Linked DNA regions of Siniperca chuatsi: region 2 is linked to region 1. A link is a contact called in public Hi-C data. All regions are on one chromosome and are shown on one strand. Each heading gives the region's core, a stretch centred on a gene start, on an enhancer-like site or on the middle of the called end of the contact. The rest is flanking DNA. Distances are from core to core; before and after follow the strand shown.

Evidence for each region. A called contact is a pair of places that touch in the nucleus more often than the background predicts.
Region 2: a Hi-C map of liver shows a contact between it and region 1, with 4 times the contacts expected there. The contact joins two enhancer-like sites. A contact is called at or near these places in 3 of 3 Hi-C or Micro-C datasets (liver, skeletal muscle and an unstated tissue).

The regions. Positions count from the first base shown.
Region 1 is chrLG11:27,565,668-27,570,505 of ASM2008510v1, reverse strand. hectd2 (probable E3 ubiquitin-protein ligase HECTD2) reads right to left here. Exons shown (of 22, transcript XM_044214147.1): 15 at 4,282-4,346; 16 at 3,868-3,961; 17 at 1,997-2,071. Among protein-coding and RNA genes, the nearest start is that of hectd2, 35 kb to the right of the region's middle. Within about 2 kb of position 3,000, the one cell type or tissue checked has an H3K27ac peak away from gene starts, as active enhancers do. A contact at or near this core is called in liver, where this site is marked.
Region 2 is chrLG11:27,621,309-27,626,146 of ASM2008510v1, reverse strand. ppp1r3cb (protein phosphatase 1 regulatory subunit 3C-B) reads left to right here and starts at 4,693. Exons shown (of 2, transcript XM_044214149.1): 1 at 4,693-4,838. Within about 2 kb of position 1,941, the one cell type or tissue checked has an H3K27ac peak away from gene starts, as active enhancers do. A contact at or near this core is called in liver, where this site is marked.

The sequences.
Region 1 (4,838 bases), core at 1,751-4,250:
CCATTTACAATTTACCATATGATGTTTCTGGATTAATGTGTGTGATGCATTTTACTGCTGTAGATGTTTAAGGTTGAGCTCATTTTAACTACTTTATATACTGTTGGGTAGTTTAATCTACAGCAATGCATCATGGTCTATAAGATCATCATATGTTTGTAGTGTCGCTGTCCTGTGAGAATCACTTGTCTCTAAAAAGTCAACTTTTCATGAGTTCAGAGAAACAGCCCTGTTTTCAGCTTTGTGACAGTGCATTTTCCAGCTGATCCAAGGGGGGTTTAAAGAGTTTATTCAGCTTCAGAAGGAGGAGAGTTTTCTCAACACATAAAGAAACACTTCATCCTTGAGTTTATCACAAACATTCACATTCAAAATAATAAAGGCGATACATGGTTTTCACTGGACAAGAAGGATATTAAAAATTGTAATCTGAAAAGTAACTAGTAACTAAAGCTGTCAGACAAATGTAGTGGAGTAGAAGTATGAAGGTGCATACAATAGAATACTCAAGTAAAGTACAGTACTTAAATGTAAATGTACTTAGTTATATTCTACCACTGCCATCAAGCTAGGGGTGCACGGTGGCAGGGCGGCTAAAGCTCCTGCCTCCCAATAAGGACATCGTGGGTTCGTGGGATCGATTCCCGGACCAGACCAACATCACACAATCTCTCTGGGTGGAGTCTGCATGTCCTCCCCGTGTTACCGTGGGTTCTCTCCGGGTTCTCCGGCTTCCTCCCACCGTCCAAAGACATGCATGTGTAGGTTAATTGATAACTCTAAATTGCCCGTATTGAATGAATGTGAGAGTGAATGGTTGTCTGTCCTTGTCTGTGTCTGTGTTAGCCCTGCGACGAGTTGGCCACTGTCCAGGGTGTACCCTGCCTAAGGCCCAAAGTCACTGGGATAGGCTCCAGTCACCCGCGACCCCTAACGGGACCAAGCGGTAGAAAATGGATGGATGGATGCCATCAAGCTAAATCAAATGGCTTGATTGAAGTTTGAGGTTCAGTTTAGGTGAAAAAGTAAAGGTGGTTTGCACAGATCTAACTGTAATAAGTATCAGCAATATAAGACCGTGTGTTTTCAGGCACCAAGAATCCATAATCATTACCTGAAGTTTTTCATTCATTACTGTAAAAAGAAAACATAAATAATGCTTTCCATTGAGTTAACAATCTTTGGTCATCCATTATCCATAAAGGAAAATAATTAGGGCTGGATATTATTTCGGAAAGGACACCAAAATGATTTGTTTTTCAAAACATTAATTTGAGAATTATAAACATGTTATTCTACTAAACCCTTTTTGTTTCTTTAACAAAACAGGCCAAAGTACTCTTAGTAGTTAATTACTGTCTAAACACAAGCAGCCATACCAAAATTATGATTTAAATTAGAAACTATCTGATCAAAGAATAAAGATTATCAATCAAAGATTATTCATCTGACTAGACATTCGATGCCAACTTTAAGTACTTGGGTGCTACAGAAACACTGAATTTTGACACCCTGCCCACAACATGGTTATTTATTCATATCAATTATTTTGTAAGAATATGTATAATATTTTGAACCAAACTGTTCATGTTTACCGAAACCCTACATTTTGATGGTTAAATAAATTACTAATCTGCTGTATGACATCTGGTCTTGATTAAAATCCCACAGCAGTGACGGCAGTCACAGCTGTCTGTTAACACCGTCAGACCTGCCGTGAGACACTTTAATCATGACCTGTGTGTGTGCCCTGACTTTTAACAGAGTCCCTTGAAGAGTTTCATATGTACTCAGATCTTTAACAGTGATAATAAAACAAAAATAAAAACCTGGCAAATAATCATTTGTAGTTAAGTTAAACTTATCTAGCTTATCAAGCGTACTGGTAATGCTAAACCGAATCCTTGATGAGACGACGACAAAGTCGAATAAAAAGGGACTATTCTATTCCTTCTTAGCTTTCTTCGTGTAAGTGACATTTGTTCTGGCCATTTACCTGGAAGGTGAGGTAGAAATCTTCCTCTACGTTTCCCTCGTAGCTTAGCAGTTCTCCCAAACCATGAGCCAGCTCCTGCAGACAGACACAAGACTTCAGGATCAGGAAAAATCTTATGGAACAGCAAAATACAGTGCTGGGAAGAGGTTACTGCTTCAATCCCAAATGAATTGAGAGAATTAAAATCAGACAAGTGATTCCTCTTAAAAAGACAGGAGCATGTCATATTTTCAGCCTACAGTCTTTGTTTATAAGAAAGATATCTAATGATGAAATCGATCAAGATTCTCAATTTCCACTTTTGGACAATTTTAATTTTTGCAAGCCAAAGCTTGCCAGTTGTGTCACTATTTCAAATTAGTAAATATCAGAACACACTTAAGCAAGGCACCAAAGCTCCACGTGTTGTACAGATTCATGTGTTTTCTGAATGAAGTTTGAATATTTTGCTTGTCTGGGGTCACCAGAGTTATGGCGCTGATGCCAACTGCAGGCCTTATATCTGATATCTGCTGTTATGTAACCACAGGGCCCGTTTTAGCATCCTAGTGTGTGTGTGTGTGTTTGTGTGTGCGCGTGTGTGCTTGCATCTTAGTGAGAACCAGAGTTTTCGACCTTCACAGTGAGGAAGGTTTTGGATGTGGTGAAGCTTGTAGATCAGGTTACTCTGAGCGACAGTCAAGAGACAGTTCAGGATCTCTCTCTCAAAGCTGCTGCACAATACGAATTGTTACATCTGTCACACAGTGTGTCTCTGTTGCAAAGTGAGGACAAAAAGTGAGAACACTATTTTCACTAAGTTGCAGACTAAAACTATCGGTCCCTGCAGCAGGTGCGCAGTGTTCAATGCCTTGCTCAACCGCACCTCAGTTGTCTGTATGAAAAGAAAATGTAGTTACTCAAATCTCTCTGCATATTGCAGCTTCGTCTTGTCAGAGAAGGACGTGAGCGGAAGTGGTTGAATAACCTTCACATCTGGAAACACTCAACAACTGAAACTAAACTTTTTGTTACATCAACAAAGTGTTACATGTGGATTTTACCAAAACAAATACTCTGTGGAGAAAAATCTAGACAACTATTATTAAGACAACAGAAGTATTTAGATTTGGAGCTAATTTGTTCACAGAGAAGACAGTAAAGTAAAAAAAACAAAAACATGAGTGTGCATGGCTGAAGGTGATAACACTAACTGAAGATAAAATAAAATCATGTACTTTGCATATTATCTCAAAAACTCTCAAAATAAAAGAATGCATTTATGAATGTATGATAAATTTAGAATGTATGATAAATATATTTAAAGTACGGTAAAAGCTGGAGCAGAAGACAAAATGCATGTGAGGGTTTTGAATCTAGAATCTTAGACTTAATTTCAATCTTGTAGCAACACGTGAAGTTAAATTTAGACGCTACAAAGACGATGGTTAGAGGGATTGGGGGGGTGAAAGTGAAGAGAAATCAAAAGTGTAACTCTGGCACCCTCTGGTGACACAACAGAGAAATGCAGGTGTGAGCATGCCAGAGGTAGAGCTAAAAATATTGAGTTTTTCAGTTTAACTTTACAGTATTTAACACAACTCAGACTGAATATATTGCTTTTTGTAGAGCTATACATACAGAGTGAGTGTATATGTGCAGGTAAATATGCTGTGAGTGATTTTGTGAGTTGAGTTGTCTTGTTGAAGTTTCTACTGCCCCAATAAAATATGGATCAACGAGCAAAACATAAATATCTCATTAAAGGACTGACACAAATTTAGTGAATGCTGATTCATGGCAAATTTATCTCATCATACTGTCACAAAAGATTTTTATACACAGTCTGGGATTTCAACCAGTGACATACAGTATCAGGCTGAGACACATACCGGCATGATCTGCTGCAGGTCTTCCAGGGTGGTGGTTGCCATGCCGACAAGGGCATTCTGGTCACATGGTACAGTAGGTGGAGTGAGGAGCTTCCTGTAAGGGCGGACACACATTGAGGAAAAAATTCAACTAAATTACAAGCCACATTACATTTCTCCAAAACATTCCTCTTGGGGTTGGAGCAGCACCTCAGAACAACAGGTATCTACTGCTGCTACCCGTGCAGAGGCCTACATGGACGCACTCTTAGTGTCATCATGTGGTGATTAGAGGTGACTCAGCTTTTACAGCCACAGAGAAGTGCTGTGGTGCGGACAACGTATTAACAGCAGCATTTGCGACATTTTGGTTGCAAAATGCAGCAGTCCTTAGAGAAAGTACTGTCGTGGTAGGACGGGTGGAAACACACCTACCTGTAACAGTAGAGTGGGAAGTGGATGTCCAGAGCGATGCTGTTGTAAACTGCTAAGCCCATCAGCTGATGACACAGTAGGTTAAGGAGGAAGTAACTATTGACAGAGCAAATACACACACACCAAAACATATACTGTAGCATATAATTTTGCACTACTTGTCTTAGATTCTCTTTTTCTCATTTACTTGTGTGATTTACTTTTGTACATGTTTGTATTTCATTGCCAACGACTGCTTCACTGTAATTGTTCTGCAAATGACAAATAAAGAACTTAAAGCTGATGTGCCCACACATAAAATATGTATTTCCACCATCAACTTACCAGGGTGACAATGGTTTGTGTTCTTCACTTATTTGTACATATGTTTTAGTTTCTATATACAGTGAATGACCACAGGTAAACATGACAAAATCATTACCACATTCTCAGACATAAGTATAATTATCATAAATTACAAATAAAACAATCACCAGCAGTCTCTAGTGGCCTGTAGCAGCCCCATAAACTAACCTACATCTCATGAGCTCAGGTTTCATTAAGAGAATGAAAGCTGG
Region 2 (4,838 bases), core at 692-3,191, 57 kb before region 1:
GTTTTGGTTTTTATGGTTCATGTTTTTCTATCGCTGTTTCCTGTTTTATTTTGTAGTGTTCTGCCTCATATGTGTCTTGTTTGCTTTTCCCACCAGTTTTGATTGTTTGCCCTGCCCTGATTAGTTTCACCTGTCTAGTTATTTTCCCTCACCTGAGGGTATTTAAGTCTGTGTGCTTCCTTTGTTTTTTTGTCAGATGTCTTCGTCAGTTGTTGTCAAGTGTCCTAGCCAGTTCCCCAATGTTTCTTGTGTTTTTGGATTTTTCTGTGTTTCCTGGACTTTTGCATATTTCATGGACTTTTGATTTTGGACTTTGCCTGCTCCCCGTCAGATTTGTTTGCCTGTGTTGGACTGCATTCCTGGTTTTGACTTCTGCCTGCCTCGCCACTCAGTAAGCCTTTGTTCCCCAATCTCATTGAACTATACCAGCTCTGCCTCTATGCCTGCGTTTAGGTCCAACCCCTTGTATTCCCTGTGTTCCCTGCTTGAAACATGACACTAAGTTAATATCCACCCCTGATTATCGTTGTGAGTATGTGCACCACTGCCTGTAAAGTGTCTCACCTTTTTCATGATCAAAAATAGTTGTTGTTCAACATGTTGTATTTTGATGCTTCAATGATGTAACAGTGTAAATAGTTATGTAAATGTTGATCTTATTGCTAATCTTTCCTTTTTAGGGTTTATCGCCCCTGTTTTATGTTTGTTAGGTCAGAATTTTTGGTTTAGCAATATGTGCACAAGCAGCACAGATGTGCCAGTAAAGGTCATTGAATTTGAATTGCATGTCTCTATATTCTGACATTTTATAGACTAAACACTTGATCACTTAATTGCGAAGATAATAAATCTAAACAATTAACTGAAAATGAAAATAACTGTAGTCAGAGCCCAGTCGATGGCTGAATGTATGTACTGTATGTATGTATGTATGTATGTACAGCAGCTTTTGTTTGTTGGTTTTAGATAATTCCCTTTTGCATTTCTTGAGCAACACTGTTTCTGATAAACACCATGACCACAAAACTGCAACTAACTGTGAGGTAACATCCTCTGAGTGAGTGGAATATAACTGCTGTCACTCTAGAGCTCCTCTCCTGTATTGTAATTTCCCCCACTTTTCATAATTCATTTGATTTACCCGTTGTTTCATAAGGTCATCCCAACTTGCACAGCGTTGCCTCAGTATGATTTTAGCTTGTTTAACCTTTTTGTTTTCTAGGTTTACTTTGAAATCCCAGACTTCTAATTACGACATGAACACTGCATGATAGTTAGAGCTCAGTTAGAACCCAATTATGGAAATCTCTCATACACATCACCGCCAAAATCAACAGCTGATCCTTGCAGAGAGTTGACATGTCCACCGAATTTAAACCAAAAGCAGAAAATGTATTTCTTCACATATCTTACAAACAAAAATATGGATAAAAACAAACTTCTTTACTAGAGGTAAAAAATAAAAGGCACACATGAACAATACACAGGCAACAATCAAATTACATGTGAAACTGTGTCTAAAGTTTGATATGACATTTTGTATGTTCCTAATGGAAATTCTAAAGTAAGGTCTCTTTATAAACCGTAATATTTACTTGATTTGTCTTCGTATATAAACCTTTTATCAGTGTTTGGAAATGTTTTATTTTTTACTTTTATAGTATTATTCATCACTGCTGAGTTTATTTGGTTGTAAATGTTCCTATGTGAAGAAATATTTTTTCTGATGCAATCCTGAGGCCATGTTGAAATTGATCTTGGTAACCCTTTGAAAGCCAGCCAGACAAGGCTGTGATAAATACTGTCTGTTGTCTTTATGAGCATGTGAAAGTGGCGTGTTTGGTACTTTGAGAGTCTAAAGTCTCCCTGCAGATGATTCCGAGCTACACAGAGGCATCGCTGAGGGGGAAAACCCTCCAGCAATGTGAGCAACAAGAGGAATCTTGCCCTCTGACATAGAGGTCTGCAAAGGACAGAAAGCAGCCTGTACCTGACAATAATTAAAAGAAAACCCCAATCCAAGACCCTGAAATCAATTACAGATCAGATTTTTCAAAGGACTGATTGGGTGAATCAGGGATTTTTCCTCCAGCTAAGAAGGGGCTGCAGATACAGGTGAATGAGATGGGACTGAATATACAGTGGTGTAAAAAAGTGTTTGCCCCCTTCCTGATTTCTTATTTTTTTGCATGTTTGTCACACTTAAATGTTTCAGATCATGAAACAAATTTAAATATTAGTCAGAAATAACACAAGTAAAGACAAAATGCAGTTTTTAAATGAAGGTTATTATTGTGAAAACCTGAAAACTGGTTGGGCCACCCTTAGCAGCAACAACTGCAATCAAGCGTTTGCGATAACTTGCAGTGAGTCTTTTATAGCGCTGTGGAGGAGTTTTGGTCCACTCATCTTTGCAGAATTGTTGTAATTCAGCCACATTGGAGGGTTTTCGAGCATGAACTGCCTTTTTAAGGTCATGCCACAGCATCTCAATAGGATTCAGGTCAGGACGTTGACTAGGCCACTCCAAAGTCTTCATTTTGTTCTTCAGCCATTCAGAGGTGGACTTGCTGGTGTGTTTTGGATCATTGTCCTGCTGCAGAACCCAAGTTCGCTTCAGCTTGAGGTCATGAACAGATGGCCGGACATTCTCCTTCAGGAGTTTTTGGTAGACACCAAGTCTTCCAGGTACTGAAGCAGCAAAATAGCCCCAGACCATCACACTACCAACACCATATTTTACTGTTGGTATGATGTTCTTTTTCTGAAACGTGGTGTTACTTTTACGCCAGATGTAATGAAACACACACCTTCCGAAAAGTTCAACTTTTGTCTCTTCAGTCCACAGAGTATTTTCCCAAAAGTCTTGGGGATCATCAAGATGTTTTCTGGCAAAAATGAGATGAGCCTTGATGTTCTTTTTGCTCAGCAGTGGTTTTCGTCTCAATCACTGTTCCACACAGGGCCATGTAGGTTTGGATTTTGTTTTCCCTTAATTACAACCTTCATTTAACAACTGCATTTTGTGTTTACTTGTGTTATCTTTGACTAATATTTAAATTTGTTTGATGATCTGAAACATTTAAGTGTGACAAACATGCAAAAAAATAAGAAATCAGGAAGGGGGCAAACACTTTTGCACACCACTGTGAACAATTTTTATTATACTTGTTAGTGAGAGCACAGAGCTCTGAGGACAACAGTCGGTCCCCCAGTTCAGACCACTTTGTTCTAGTTTTGGTTTGGAGCAGCACAGCCTCTAGGGGGCACAGACAGGGCTTGTTACCAGATGATGAAAAAATGTGGTCAGGATGAGATTTCAGTGTGACTGAGTGAATTGTTTTCCACAGTACACAAATTAAAATTAAACAGAGTTAAGTTCACCCATTTCTGTCAGTTGTTAAAAATCCTCCCTCTGTCTCCATTCTCCAAATAAAGTTGACTCTGTTCCATTTGATGTTTTTGAGGATAATGTTTAACCCACAGCTGGAAATCAATTAAGCAAATACGCTTTAAAAATAGCATCTCTGTCAACATGTATGGAAGTCAAAACAGCAACAACTGTGACCAAGAGAAGGAATCCAAAACCCTCAACTTTTACTTCATAAGTTTTTAATCTTTGGGCATGAATATGTTTTACTGAACATCTGTAAAATTTAAAAGTATTTAAATATTCAGTAAGCACTAATTAGGCAAAGTGTTTTCTCATATCAAATGTATTTTGGCCTGATCTGCGTTGACATCCTCGTAACACGATGACTATGGAAGATAAGCCCATGAGTTTGCAGTGACATTAATTATTTAATTTATACCTAAGGTGTAAAAATGCCATCACATCAGAACAACATAATCCTCATTACAAGACTGCAAAACACATTCCAGAAATCACAATAGCTCAATATCAGTGTGGTCTATTTTTCACATTTTAAAAGATATTTCTTCCCATAAAGCCATTTCAATGTTGATATTCAAATTTGTTTTTTAAATGAATGTTTAGTTTGAGTGTTTGTTTAGTGCTTTTTTATTTCTTCTTATTGGTCCACAAATGTGCCGACCCAGCAGAATGAGAATAAAATTAAATTCCATTTCAAAAGTGAAAAATGAAGCACAAAGTGATTGCCAGCCATTATAATATGGTTAAATAAAACTATGGATTAAATTATTGATTTGTGGAAAAGAACAGCGTGAGTCCGTGGTTTACAAAGCTTCACTTTTCCAAAATAAATTATAGATATAAAAATCTTTCAAATTTAAAGAACCCCTTTGCTGGATTAAAAATGTCCATCTAAAAATGTTACCATATAGTAGAAAGAAAAGTGTTCTAAAAAGGGTTCCTGAAACAAATCAGAGTAAGGAATTTTTCCAAAGTCTCTGGGACTATGTTATGGGAATCCCAGTCATGCAAGGGAAGAGCCAGAGGGTTTATGCAGCACTGTGCAGAGAGTAATCTGAAGATCATCTGCAATACCAGCAGGGGTCCATCATGTTTCTCAAATAGCAGCTGAGGCAACAGGCTGAGGCATCCCAGCCATGAGGCCCATGCAGGCGAAACTCCCCTATCAGCTGGTTGGCACCCAGGTCAAGTTTGTGCTGATTGGTTGGCAAGGAATTCCATGAACTTTTCATTGGCTGTTTGAGGAACCATATGACAGCATATGCAAATTGTCTCTATGTGGCAGTTGAAATCTCTGACTGCTGAGCAACCTCAGCACTGAAAGGCAGGAAGAGAGCAAGAGAGAGGTTGAAGAAAAGGGGGAGTGACGACGGCATGCACTTTTAGAAAAAGTCAAACGGACTGAAAACTTTGAAAAAGATCTTTTCTCCTTGGAAGTGTTTCT